Linked DNA regions of Mus musculus: region 2 is linked to region 1. The links are chromatin contacts, called in public HiChIP or PLAC-seq maps. All regions are on one chromosome and are shown on one strand. Each heading gives the region's core, a stretch centred on a gene start, on an enhancer-like site or on the middle of the called end of the contact. The rest is flanking DNA. Distances are from core to core; before and after follow the strand shown. Region 1 overlaps Kcmf1 (potassium channel modulatory factor 1). Region 2 overlaps Sh2d6 (SH2 domain containing 6).

The links. HiChIP or PLAC-seq counts read pairs in DNA pulled down with a chosen protein or histone mark.
Region 2: a contact with region 1 is called in an H3K27ac HiChIP or PLAC-seq map of embryonic stem cells, with 6 read pairs. The contact joins two enhancer-like sites.

What each region holds. Positions count from the first base shown.
Region 1 is chr6:72,857,579-72,864,219 of GRCm38.p6, reverse strand. Kcmf1 (potassium channel modulatory factor 1) reads left to right here. Exons shown (of 7, transcript NM_019715.2): 2 at 2,295-2,462; 3 at 5,307-5,446. Among named protein-coding and RNA genes, the nearest start is that of Kcmf1, 39 kb to the left of the region's middle. Within about 2 kb of position 1,294, at least 7 of the 459 cell types and tissues checked have an H3K27ac peak or open chromatin away from gene starts, as enhancers often do. A contact at or near this core is called in embryonic stem cells, where this site is marked.
Region 2 is chr6:72,509,378-72,516,588 of GRCm38.p6, reverse strand. It overlaps Sh2d6 (SH2 domain containing 6), which reads left to right. Exons shown (of 12, transcript NM_001374030.1): 7 at 17-47; 8 at 176-200; 9 at 610-668; 10 at 964-1,047; 11 at 1,205-1,363; 12 at 2,548-2,948. The coding sequence ends at 2,664. Among named protein-coding and RNA genes, the nearest start is that of Sh2d6, 7.1 kb to the left of the region's middle. Within about 2 kb of position 3,943, at least 398 of the 459 cell types and tissues checked have an H3K27ac peak or open chromatin away from gene starts, as enhancers often do. A contact at or near this core is called in embryonic stem cells, where this site is marked.

The sequences.
Region 1 (6,641 bases), core at 45-2,544:
TTCCTACCTGCCTGTAGGTCCTCCTGGGGATCAGATGTAAAGCTCTCAGCTATTCTCAGCTACCACAGGTGCCTCCATACTTGCCATAGACTAAGCCTCTGAGACTATAAGCAAGCCCCTAATTAAATGCTTTTATTTATGACCATTGCCTTGGATTCAAGTGGTAGTGTCACAAGCCTTTAATCTCTCCTGGGATTGAGTGTGCACTTGCTGATAGGATCTGAACTCAGGTCCTTCAGGTGCTAGCTCCGAAGGCCCTAACATTTTTTAAAATTGTATTTAAAATGTCTTTGAATACATTTTTACTAATTTCTTCCTAAAAGGCTTCCTGTCTTTGATTAGATTTATTCATAAGCTTGGTTTTTTTTCTTAATGGTCTGCCCTTTATTGTGGCACTAAGTATATTCCATTGTTATCCTGATCATTATCCATCTTTAGAATTTTCTCATCATCCCAAAATGGAACTCTACCCAGTAGACAGACACTCCCTATCTTCCTCCACCCCCTTTCCCTAGCCCTTGATAACCAACTGTCTTCTTTCTCTCTGAATTTGACTAATGTAGGTAGAATCATAAACTGCTTTTTAAAAAACTGAATGCCTTTCTATTTTGGAGTGAAAAAATACCATTAATATATTATTAAGGTTCTATTTTCTCTTTTTTGTTTGTTTGTTTTTGTTTGTTTTTCAAGATGTATTTATTCATTATATGTAAGTACACTGTAACTGTCATCAGACACTCCAGAAGAGAGCATCAGATCTCCTTACGGATGATTGTGAGCCACCATGGTTGCTAGGATTTGAACTCCGGATCTTTGGAAGAGCAGTCAGTCCTCTTAACTGTTGAGCCATCTCTTCAACCCTGTTTGTTTGTTTTAAGGCAAGGTTTCTCTTTGAAGTCCTGCCTGCTCTGGAGTTGTAGACCAGGCTGGCCTCACAGAGATCCACCTGCCTCTGCCTTCCAAGTGCTGGAACTAAAGTGTGCAGCACCACTCACTGTCTAGCTGACCTGTTCTGTTCTTTCTTATCTAACACACTGGCCCAGTTGAGTTCAGCTATATGTGCTTTCTGCATAAAAAAAGTATACACATACAAATAAGGGCATTTTCTATTGTTAATCCTGCGCTTTGACTTTTCAATTAAAATTTTTTAAAAATTTGAACTCTAAACATTTGATTTAGTATAGATCTCCTATCTGGCTCTTGAAGTACCCCTACTCCCTGTATCCCACCCCTCATCCCCCACCTCCCTTTAGGCAAGGTCTCCCTTTGTGGCACTGACTGTCCTGGAATTCACTATGTAGAGTAGGCTGACCTACACAGTGCCCCCTCATTTATTCTTTGTTTAAACATACTAAGAATTGTTGTGCCGGGCGTGGTGGCACACACCTTTAATCCCAGCACTCGGGAGGCAGAGGCAGGCGGATTTCTGAGTTCGAGGTCAGCCTGGTCTACAAAGTGAGTTCCAGGACAGCCAGGGCTATACAGAGAAACCCTGTCTCTAAAAAACCAAAAACAAACAAACAAACAAACAAAGAATTGTTGTACACCTTTAATCCCTGCACTCTAGAAGCGTAGGCAAGTGGATCCCAGTGAGTTCAAGGTCAACCAAAGTCTAGCTGCACAGTCAGACCCTGTCCCCCACTCTTTGTTATTTAGGAGTTCAGAAAAATTGTTGCACACCTGTAAACATGTAATCCCAGCACCTTGGAGGTTGAGGCCGGAGGATCATGAATTCAAGGTCATTTTGGGCTTCCTACTGAGACATTATGTAAAACAAAAACTGAAGAAGAATTGGTATTTAAGTGTTTGCTGTTTGTTTCTGATATGAACTTACAGTCTGATTGTGGTTTCTTTGTGTGTATTATAGTTTAAACGTATGTAGTTCTTAGGATTTTATACCTGCCAGATAATTGGTGGCATTTTGAGCCATATAGACTGTGAACCTATAGAAAAAAAGCATGTAACTACACCTTTTCTGAGATCACAAGGCACTTTTTAACAAGGGCTTTTACACTTCTTGAAATATTTGGAGACACCTTACCCCAGTAGCATCTTATCATCTGGTGGCCTAAAACTCCCTAAATTTTGCCCCTCCCGCCACCCGTCTTGAGGTCCTCTTCATTAGGATTGACCTTTCTGAGTAAGGAGTTTTCCACACTGCTCAGATTACTGTGTTTTTTACTGTGTTGTTGCTGGTTGTTTTTGAAAGGCTCTCTGGGCCAAATGAGCCCTGAAACATTTCCACACTGACCCTTCCCAGCCGCTGATTGAAGGTGCTTCTTCTTGTTTTATAGGTGTCAGCTGTGATGCATGTTTAAAAGGAAATTTTCGAGGTCGCAGATATAAGTGTTTAATTTGCTACGATTACGATCTTTGTGCATCTTGTTATGAAAGCGGGGCAACGACAACAAGGCATACAACTGACCACCCGATGCAGTGCATATTAACAAGGGTAGACTTTGGTAAGTTCATAATGCAAAATCAATTATTATCATTTAAGGGGCTTCTATGGGTATGAAAAGCAAAAACAAAACATCCTGAAACTATCCCATAAGCACCTCCAAGAGTTCAGATTCATTCAAACTAAAATCATCTTCCCTGTGTCCTTCTGTCTCTTGATTACAGTTTTCAGCCCTTGGAAAACTCCACAAGTGGTCCAGAGTGCTACTGAAACAAGCAGTGAAATCAGGCTGGGCTGTTGCTAATAGCCCTCAGTAAGAAAAGCTGTCTGCTTCAGGCCTCAATTATTTAACTAGCCAACACACTTACTATTGTCTTTGATTATAGCCTTCCTGATGGGCATGAAGCACTGGCTCAAGTGGGTTTGATTTGCAGGTCTGATAGATAATGACCCAAGCATTTCTTCTTAATGCTTATTAGCTATTTGTGTATTTTTTAGTAAAATGTTCAGACCCTTTTCCCATTAAAAAAAATTTACATGTAATGCCTATTACTGAATTGTAACCAATCTTTATATATTAGACACATGTTCCTTAACAGATAGATGATTTGCAAAAATGTACTCCCAATCTTTAGTCTTCTCACTTTCTGGGTGCTGTACTTTAAAGTACTGAAGTTTTGTTTTAAAATGCCTTCTTTGTTCTTTTTAATTACTTTGTGTTCAGATGTCATCCTAACGCACATAGCCCAAGCTAAATCACTGGGAAATATGTCTTCTGAGGGTTCCAGTTGTGTCTGATTTAGATCTTTCATGTAGTTAAAATCTTTTTGTTGTTGTTTTCATTTTTGAGACAGGGTCTCACTCACTGTGTAGCTAGATTGGCTTCAACTTACAGAGATGCCCCTGCCTCTAGCTCCTGAGGGCTAGGATTAGAATTTGGTTTTTCACTTGGAGCTGAGGTAGAAGGTACCCAGTTGTTCTGGGTCATTGAACTATTATTTATTAATTAGCTTTCTTCTTGCTTAAAATAAGTTGACCATAAACAAAGGCTTCTGTAGGACTGAGTCTTTTTAATTGATATGTGTGGCTGCTCATGACAGCTCATGACAGTCCAGTGCTGCTTTCACTTCCAAAGCTTTATAAAACCTTGAAATTTCTGGGTGTTTTGATCTTGTTTCCATTCAGACTTGTTTTGCACATTCTGGGTCCCTTCAGTTTCTTTGAGTTTTAGAAACACTGACAATTTTTTTTTTTAAACCAACTAGATTTTGATAGTGATTGTGTAAGGTTTATAGATTTGTTTGAAGAGTATTGCTATTTTGGTATGCAATCTGATCATGAATATAAAATACCTATTTATTTTAGGACTTTCACTTTTTTCTATAATTACCAGAAAATAAAATATATCTTTTTCATTGAACATACTCCTAAGTGTTCTTTGACTGTTGTAAATAAAATTGATTTTATCTTTGGGTTGTTATGTTATTTAAAAAAAAACAACTTTTATATATAAGTTATATAACTATGTTGCTAAATTGGCTTAGTTCTAATACTATAATTAGTTCTAACCTAGTGGATTCTTAGGACTTTGTTTTATTTCTTTCTTTCCATTGGATACTTTTAATTTACTGTAGTAAAAGCCTCCAGAGAAATACTGAATAGAAGTAGCAAGAGAAGAGACCCTTGTTTTGTTCCTCATCTCAGGAGAAAGACATTTATTCTTATTTATTCTTTTACAAGAAATATCATGGTTGTGGGTTTGCCGTTTATTGGGTAAATAAATTATTTTTGACATTTATTGTTATTTGTTTGGAGTTTTGTTCTGCTATGGGGTGTTTGTTTTTGAGAAGGGTCTCAAAGGGTCAGTGTAAGCTGCCTGGATTTGCTTTGTGGCTGAGCTTGGTCTTGAACTTACTGCCTCCTCTTCCAGGTGCTGCTGACATTTCAGGCACATACTACCATCTGTCCTTGCCATTTTCCCCCTTTTGGCTACTAGAAATCTACCTTGGAAGTCTTATACATACACACACATATATCCACACCTGCATGCACATATACACATATATATCAGTGACACTTTTAAGACAGAATTTCTGAATTTGAGGTCAGCCTGGTCTACAAAGTGAGTTCCAGGACAGCCAAGGCTACACAGAGAAACCCTGTCTCGAAAAACCAACCCCCCCCCCCAAAAAAAAAAAAAAGTGAGTTCCAGGACAGCCAGGACTATACAGAGAAACCTTGTCTGGAAAAGCAAAAAAAAAAAAAAAAAAAAGACTCAATATCTCTTTCCCACCCTTCCCCTGATTTTGTTTTAGGCAGGGTCTCTTGAGAGGTAGACAACAGACAGCGAAGGGGATCGGGGCTCTAGGACTCTCTTTGCAGGCACATTCCCAGTGGCCTCATCTCTTTAACCTGCCCTTGTCTCTTTAAGGTTCTGCCACTTCCCAGGAGTACCACTGGCTTTGAGGAACACTCGGAGCTTAGGGAGATGTACTTGGTTTGTTTTCCTTACTTGCTATCTAGAGAAACAGAAATTAGAAGAGTGTCCTAAGTTTCATATGGAAATAAAGGTTTTATAAATGTTAACAGTTATTAAAACCTCATTGAAATCAAGCTTCTAACTGTAATCTTAACACTCTTAAATGCACCCTCTCACACAACTACACTCCTTTAATCCCAGCGGGGCAGGCAAATTTGTGAGTAAGCCAGGGTTACAGAGTGAGATGAAATTGTCTCCAAAATTAATTAACTTAAAAAAAAACAAAACCCAAGACCTTATAAGAGAGTAGATTTATTGCTATTTCAGGCCATAGCATATTCGTCACACTCTTGTGGACCGTAACTGTATTTGTATGTTTGAGAAGGAGCATGGGTGATCTCAATGCAATTCCACTTTGTTTTCCAGATTTGTACTATGGTGGGGAAGCTTTCTCTGTAGAGCAGCCACAGTCTTTTACTTGTCCCTATTGTGGAAAAATGGGCTACACGGAAACATCTCTTCAAGAACATGTTACTTCTGAACACGCAGAAACATCAACAGAAGTGGTAGGTGAAGTATTTTGCTAAAAATGATGACATATGTTACTCTTGATGTTGCTGAAGCTAGGCACTGTCATCCTCCTGTATGGTATAATGACTACTTATATAGTAATAAAAATTACTTTCAACAGCAAATTTTAGAGCCCTAGGATGCTGCATTTCTTCAAGATACACGCAGGGGTGCCTCATCAGAGGCAGTGGGAGGTTGAAAGGGCCCAGCCAGCCGTCTTCTGCCTTTGTAAAGGGTTCTTGTTATTGTTCTGGGCTGATTTTTTTTCTTCTATGAGGAGCTTTTTTCTGGGGGAAACTGCAACTCTTTACTTGTGTACTAAGCATTCCTGGACTGTGTGTACACCACAGGCCTTCCTTCAATTTCATCAGATTGCGTCTTAGCTTCCCAGGTCAGAACTCAGTGCTTCTCAGTTCTTCCTTTCTGATCCCTCATCCCACACTCCCCCATGAATGACAAAAAGCCAATAGCTAGAATAAAATATGAAGTCTAAACTTGAAAACTTTCAACATTTTTTACTTATCTCACATTTGAGTCACAGCATGCCTCTAACTTTAAGCAATGGTAAATACACCCAAAAGAGACTTCAGAAATGAGTTCATTCAAGATAGTGGTTTACAGAGAGGAACAGATCAAGGAGACTAGAGAGGGAACAAGAAGGAAGAGACTAAGGGGAAGGGAAGAGATGTGACTATCTCGGGTATATGAGCAGCTCTCGCACGCCCTTGGTAACATTAGGTTAAGCCAAGTGTCTGTGTAGCTGTAGATCCTGATTTTTGGAGAATTTGCATACACCTCATAATAATTCTCTATATATATTTAAAACATTTAGCATTCAGAGAAATGAAGTAGTACACTCAAGCCTGGCCAGAGGCCTCTGAACAGGCTAATCTGCATTCATGTACACCTTGTCAGTTTTGCTTCAAATTTCCATAAGATTTAGAGTTGAAGGTTTGATTAGCCTCATCTGGTCCTCAAACCAAATTCCCCTTGAGAGTACACCAAGGGGACCTCAGAGCACATTGTCACACTGTTTGTTTGCTCTGGTTGGTTCTTTTTTTTTTTTTTTTTTTTTTTGAGACAGGGTTTCTCTGTAGCCCTGGCTGTCCTGGAACCCTGGCCTGTTTTAATTTCTGTTGGATCTTTTTATTTAACTTGATGTACTAAGTTCCTTATGGAGAACTGGACATC
Region 2 (7,211 bases), core at 2,694-5,193, 350 kb after region 1:
AATTTATTCTTTGTAGGTCAGTGGCTGGTTACCAGGAGGCTCGGAATGTAAGAGGCTAGTGGTCAAGGAAGAAGAGAGCCCAGAGGGGTGGGAGGGAGGCCTAGGGTGGGACTTCAGGTTTTGGGCAGCGGCCTGGAAGGCCAGTTCTCATCTGACCAGACTTCCTGTGTCCCAGGGAGCTATGGATGGTGCGTTGAAAGGTAAGTACACACCGCTTCATCTCCATGGGTCTGCTCTGCTAGGATCTTACTCCCTCTGGCAACAGATCCTCCCCCCCCAGGTCCTCAGGTTCTGTTTACTTCACCAAAGGGGTCCATGCAGCTATGACTTCTGCCTGATCAGGCCTGAGAGGACCCTCTTGGGCCTTTCCCAGGGTCTGCACTAACTCGAAAAGCAGCCAGTATGTGTCCCAAGATCAGTTCTCACTTGGAAATCAGGCAAGGCCTGTCTGGTAGGTCCTCCCTGAGTGTCAGGCCTGGGAAGACAAGGTGCACAGAATGGCCAATGTTAGGTTTCAAACATGCTGGCACCCTCTGCTGCAGTAGTCCCCCATGAAGCCTTCTTACCCATCCCCTTCCTGGTTCCAGCCTTCTTCTCTGCTTCTTTCAGCAGGAAGGAGGCTGTCTGCTTCCTCCATAGCCCCTGCTCTGAGTAGCTCTGTTGCTGAGGTGAGCTGGGGCAGATGTGGGAGATGTCTGTGGGAAGCAGAGTCCTTGCCCAGGAGCCCTCCTAATCCTGGGGCCTTTACACCCCCATGAGGAACACGCGTGTGCACTTAACCGGGTGTGCAGCTCCCCCGTCCCCGTGCTGCACCCCAGGCACAGACACTACTTGGTTTGGCCTGTAGGACTCAGGCTGGGGCTGGCAGATGGAAACACAAATAACTGTACCCCAGGGTTCTCTGCTCGCCATGAGCAGCTCAGCACTTGGGTGTCTCTTTGAGTAGCTCTGTGTATTGTACAGAATGGTAGTCTGCTGGGTCAGCCTTGGTACTCTGGAAACTGTGACCGTCAGTCTGTTGAGAGAGCCCTGCTTCACTTCCAAAAGGTGGGCATCTGTCAACTCTTGGCCTTCTCTGAAAGTCCTCTAGTCTCTGCCCATGCCTGATGAGGCTGGCAGTAAGGGCGGGGGAGGCGCTTCACATAATTAGTCAGCTGGCCTTAGGCAACTAAGATGAAGTTCATGGCTGGGGTCTCCTCCACAGGATGGGGCCTACACGGTGCGCCTCAGCTCTGGGCCTCACAGTTCCCAGCCCTTCACTTTGGCAGTACTCCTCAGAGGCCGTGTCTTCAACATTCCCATCCGGCAACTGGACGGTGGGCACCACTATGCCCTGGGTCGGGAGGGCAGGAATCATGAGGAGGTGGGTACCGGATGAGTCATGGGCCAATCACCGAGGTGGGTCAAAGAGCAGCACCCTGGGCCTTGCCTGGAGCATGTGTGTTTTCGGGGGGTGGGGGACACCGATTGCTTCCCTCCCTCACCCTGGCTTGAACAGAAATGCCTCTGAGGTAGTTCTGTCTCTAAGTGCCTGCCTTGCAATATGAAGGTCTGAGTTTTACCCCCAGAGCCTCAGGGGGTAAAGTAAGGCAGGAGAGGTGGCTCAGGTTTATTTATAATCTTGGGCTGGGAGGTTGAGAAACAGGTATCCAAGTCAGTGAGAGGCCTTGTCTCAGAAGACAAGGTTGGGACTGGAGAGATGGCACTCACTGGTTTGAACTGGGGTTCCCCGTACCCACATGGCCGGCACACTTGTCTATAGCCCCAGTTCTGAGGGTCTTAGCGCCCTCTCTGGCCTCTGTAAGCACACATGCATGAGATGCACATATATCCGTGTAGGTAAGACACTCGTACCTATTTAAAAAAAAAAATTAAAAGAAAAATCCTAATAAACAAGGTAGCTAGGCATGGTGGTACTCACCTTCAATCCTACTCCTTGGGAGCTAGAAGCAGATGGATCTCTTTAGTTCTAGACCAGCTGGAACTACGCAGTGAGACCGTGTTTAAAAACAAAATAAAGCTGTGTGTGTGTGTGTGTGTGTGTGTATGTGTGTGTGTGTGTGTGTGTAGCCAGAGGCCGGAACATCTTCCCAGACATCTGGCACTGTGAAAAGAGGCCTATCTTTTCTGGGAAGGACTTCCGTGTGCCATGGTTCAGTCTTCATAGGGTCAAGGTGAGGGCAATGAGACCATCTGAGAGGAGGGCAGAAATCTCCAAGGACCTTTCTCCCCAGCAACTGGCTTCAGACCTAGACAGTTGCCCACCACTCAGCTTCCATTGAGAGAGGCCACAGCCAAGGACCAGGCCTAAAGCAGTTCTCGCCCAGCTCTGGAAGCCCGAGGCTGGCCAATAGCATAGCATGCTGGTGCAGTGGCAGGCTCACAACCAGACAGCAGAGCGGCGTTTCAGTCTCATAGCGTGGGGGGAAGAAAAAATATCTAGAAAAATGCCAGCCAGCTCCCCTGCCAGGCCCTACAGTTGCCTTAGAAAGTTGTTGGCAGACTGAAGCCTAAGGGACCCACAGATGCCCTGCCTGCCTTATCCAGCTCTTCTCCTCTGTGGCCGCCATGGTTCAGCATTACACGAAGCACCCCCTGCCCCTTGTGGACGGACACAGTGGCAACCGGGGACTCACCTACCTGCGCTTCCCCACCAAGCCCTGAAGAAACAGCAGCACACAGATCCCCCTCAGGCACGTGATGTGTGCCCCATTCACTTTCTCTCCCACTTTAGGCTGTTTTCTTTTCCCTGCCTTCCTCCACCCCAAAAGCTCTGCAGGTTCAAACTGAGAGGCATGAAGATGGCCACCTGGGAGGCTGGCTTCCTCAGAGACACTGCCTCTCCTTAGACTGACTTCTTGTGTGTGGTTTGCATCTTCTGGGAGGAACTAGGTTCCCAGCACACAGTATACTTTCAATAAACATTTACTGACTGAATTCTCTCTTAATACCGCACACACACCTTTTTGAGTATTATAGTAGGTACAACTGTGTGTGATCACGTGCATGGGAGTGCCTATGTCCACAGAGGACAGACTCATCGGATACTCTGGAGCTGGAACGAGGGGGTCAGGAGGTGTAAGTTTCCAAAAGTAGGTGCTGGGAAGAGCAATAATGGTTGTATAGTCCCTGAGCTATCCCTACAGCATAGGGGAGGGATTCTAGAGTATGCTGAGAATAGCGGCCTTCCCCAGAAGGCCTTATACTTCCTGAGAGGAATGGAGTAATGTCGCTGTGTGGGTCTATTTCGTAGGCTAAACTGCAGAGGAAAGGGTTCGGGCTTTTGTTCTTCTAAATTCTTCTAAATTCTTTGCCAAGGAGAAGGGCCAGGCCAATAAACTGACCTTTGTTCATGCTTGCTGGTCGTGGGCAAGGAAGGGGGGAGGAGGCTCAAGGTTTCTGGAGGAGAGAGAGGCTGATGGTAAGCATTTGATGTCTAGCTTTATAGCGTTATAGGAAGGACCCCAGGAGACAGTCTGGATGAAAGCCTAGAGGATGAATAAAGGCGCTGGGAGCCTGGGCCAGTGGATGGTAGAGGCTCTGCGACCCAAAGCTGAGCTGCCTGGCAGGACGTGGGCCCAGCGGGAATAAGGGGCTCCGGGTTGGGCTGGCAGCCAGCAACCCACAGGCTGGCCCAGGGCGGGGGTGTCTCCGGGCCCTGGCGTGGAGCCTGGAACACCCCGTGCCGGAAGCACCACGTGACCATGACTCCGCAGAAGTCTCCAGCGGCCGGGAAACAAAGGGCAGCTCAGGGGCTGCCTGGCATGGGGGCTGGCACGGAGGGCACGGTTCCCACTGGTGCCATGCTGCACCCCAATACCTCTGGACCGTCTCCTGGGGAACCTAGAGTCTGGCGTGACCTGGAGGCTTGTGGGATGTCCGGGGCGGAAGCCAGGGCCTAGGGATCTGCTGGCGAGGAAGGGGGTGGGGCGGGCCACGTGGGCTGCGGGAGCGTGCACTGTCGCCTCCGTTCGTCATCACCCTCCGGCAGATTACCCTCCCTGAGCTGTAATAGATGGGAAGATAATTGTCCCTGCCCAATCATCGACCTCCGGTTAGGAGGCTTAAGTGAGGGCCTTCCTGCGTAAGAGGCGCATCATGAGCCACACTCTGGCTCCCTTCTCTTACACCAGCCCAGAATTCGGGTCAATTAACTGCTACTGATAAAGCCCAGCAGGATGCAGGCTCAAGCCAGGAGTCTGATCATGGACAGCACCTGCCCAGTGTTGCAGGAGTGGGGGGATCTCAGCCTGCGGAGGGTAGGGACTCTCTGCTGCCTGCCAGGCCTGTTAGCCTAGCATTTCTTTTTACCCCAGGCCACTTCTAGGCTCAAGCAGTGGAAATGGCCTCTCTCTCCTACCATTTCTCCAGGCACCTACGGACTTAGGATGTGGGCCACTGGCACTTTGGGGTGCCCTCATCTGCTTTGAAGACAGAAAAGCCTTTTCAGGCCTTTTAAATGAGTTCTGAACTCCCTTATCGGTAAACTAAGAGCGCTTTTGTTATTGGCTGCAAAGGTACTTCATGCTGGGGCAGGAGATAGGTAGTTCTTAGCTAGCCTGGTTTATATAGTGAGTTCCAGTCCACTTAGAACTGCGTACAAACAGTCTCAGAACAAACCCCCAATACATATTACAAAAGAAAAAAAAAAAAAAAGAGGTAACTTTCATTCATTGTTCCTGCAAGAATCAGGGAAACTGTCCAGGTAGTGTGGGCAGTACCTAATTATTAGAGCCCCCATGGCAGAAATGAGCATGATCCTTAGGACAGCAGGCCATCAAGGTGGTTGGTTCAGTGTGTGGGTCAGTTTCCTGCCAAGGCTGACACAGGGTGGAAGAAGAGAACCATCTTGGCTATGTTAGCCTCTGACCTCCACATGCTGCGGCCTCCTCCCACCGTAGAAAGACACTGAAAGAGAAAAGAGCAAGGCCCAGAACTGGCTTAGCACCTCCTTAGCTGACAGATGTGTATCCAGATGTCTTCTCTCCCTGGGACCCAACCCATTCTGGCCTTCCCCACCTTCCTCTCCCTCCTCCTAGCCTTGGTCCCTGCTACTTACCTTTCACCCACCCAGAACCAACCTGTCATCCCCATATCAGATAGTCAGGACAATGAAGACAGTTGGTGACAAGTGTTGAAAAATTCATTCTATCCCAAGTTCCTCAAAGCTGACAATATGGACTCATTTTAACATGCAAGTTCAAGCCAAGATTGTCTTAAAGCTCTATTTTTTTTTTTTTTTTAAATTCAAAGACAACAGTTTTATTACACTTTGAGGTTTTGGTTTCGTTTTGAGACAAGGTTTCATGTTGCCCAGGTTGGCATCAAACTTGCTGTGCAGCTAAGGATGACCTTGAACTCCTGACTCATCTGACTCCACCTTTTGAGCATTGAGATAATAGACATGGGTCACCATGGCCAGTTTGTTCCACACTGGGGACCAAGCATAGGGCTTCATAAATGTTGGGCAAGCACCCTACCAACTGAGCTACGTCACTAGCCAGTAGTTAATTCCTTTTGAGTAGATGAATGTGTACAGTTATAGCTGGCTGGCAACCATCCCATCTTTCCAGGCTTTTTGCCTTTCTAAATGTGAAGGAATAAAAATGGCAGGGGCAGGCCTGGAGGAACCTGGGAGGCCTGGTAAGGAGTGTGAGCATGGAGGGTATGAGCATTAGAGGACACAGGGGGAGCACTCCTCCAGTTTCCTACAGCAGAGATCAGTGAGCCAGCACAGATGCAGGGAGAGTGGGAGGCTTCGGGTATTTCTGTAATTCCATGGAGACGGAAGCCTTTGACTTTCCACTGCCGACCCTGCCAAGCACTCAACCACGTTTCCTGAGGTGAACAGGCCAGACTAGAAAATTCCAGGCAGGGTCATCTGCTGAGAGAACAAGTCCTTGAGAGATACTGTGCGTGACAGATACCAAATGGTTTGTTACTGAGGACCTGAAAGACTAGGTGAGCCCAGGAAGTATGCGGCTGGGGAGGATGTGAAAGCCATGGCCCAGGCCATAACACATCTGCTGGGTTCCCAGTGTGATCTAAGTTAACCATCCAGGCTTGCAGCTGACCTGAGAGGAACGTGTACAGAAGAGTCCAAGTGTGGCTGAGCCATGCATCCTCTGTGTAGCCCTGACCTCGGTCACCCCCTGCCTCCCCTCCCTCCTTGCTTATTCTAGGAATCAAACCCAGGGGCTTGTATATGCTAAACAGGCATCTAACACTGAGAGCTGTTTTTGCTGCGATGATTCTTGTTATTCTGCCCATACTAAGCTTGAATTTGCCATTCCCCTGCCTGGGCCTCCCAAGCAGTTGAGATTACAGGCATGCAGAGATTTCCCAATTAGAGTCTGGGTTATGTTGGCTTTATTTGTTTCTTTGCCATGCATCGATGAGAAGCCAACCCAGGGCCTGGTACATGCTTAGATAAGCACTGCACCACTGAGCTGCAGCTCCAGCCCTCCTCTTTGAAAACAGTCAGTGAAGCTGTGTGTGCTGACCCATGCCTATGATTCAGGAGCTCAAGAGGTAGAGGTAGGAAGAGCTTGAGTTTGTGGCCAGCCTCAGCTTTATGGTGGTGTGTGTGGAGGGGTATTAAAAAGAAGAGAGAGACAGCAGTGGAGCAACACCTTTAATCCCAGCACTGGGGAGGCAGAGGCAGGCAGATCTTTGAGTTTGAGGCCAGCCTGGTCTACAGGGCAAGTAGCAAGACAACCAGGCTACACAGGAAAATTGTGTTTCAAAAAATAAACAAAAGAAGAGTGAAAAAAAGAAAAAGAAAACAGAGCCGGGCATGGTGGTGCACACCTTTAATCCCAGCACTCAGGAGGCAGAGGAAGACGGATTTCTGAGTTTGAGGCCAGTCTGGTCTACAAAGTGAGTTCCAGGACAGCCAGGCCTACACAGAGAAACCCCGTCTTGAAAAACAAAACAAAACAAAAAAGAATACAGTGAATGCCTGTTTAGGGTTGGTGTGAGAAGGAAAAAAAGTAATATTTAATTATGTTTAACTATATATGTGTGTGTGTGTGTGTGTGTGTGTGTGTGTGTGTGTGTGTGTGTGTGTAAAATAAGCTGATACATGCTATCAGCCAAATGATTAATACCTAGTAATAATTATAGCTATAAATAGGCAAAGCCTGGTTGTGATCATCTCTCTCTGTGGCCCATGAAAACTTTAGGTAGATATATCATAATTATTGTTTCTA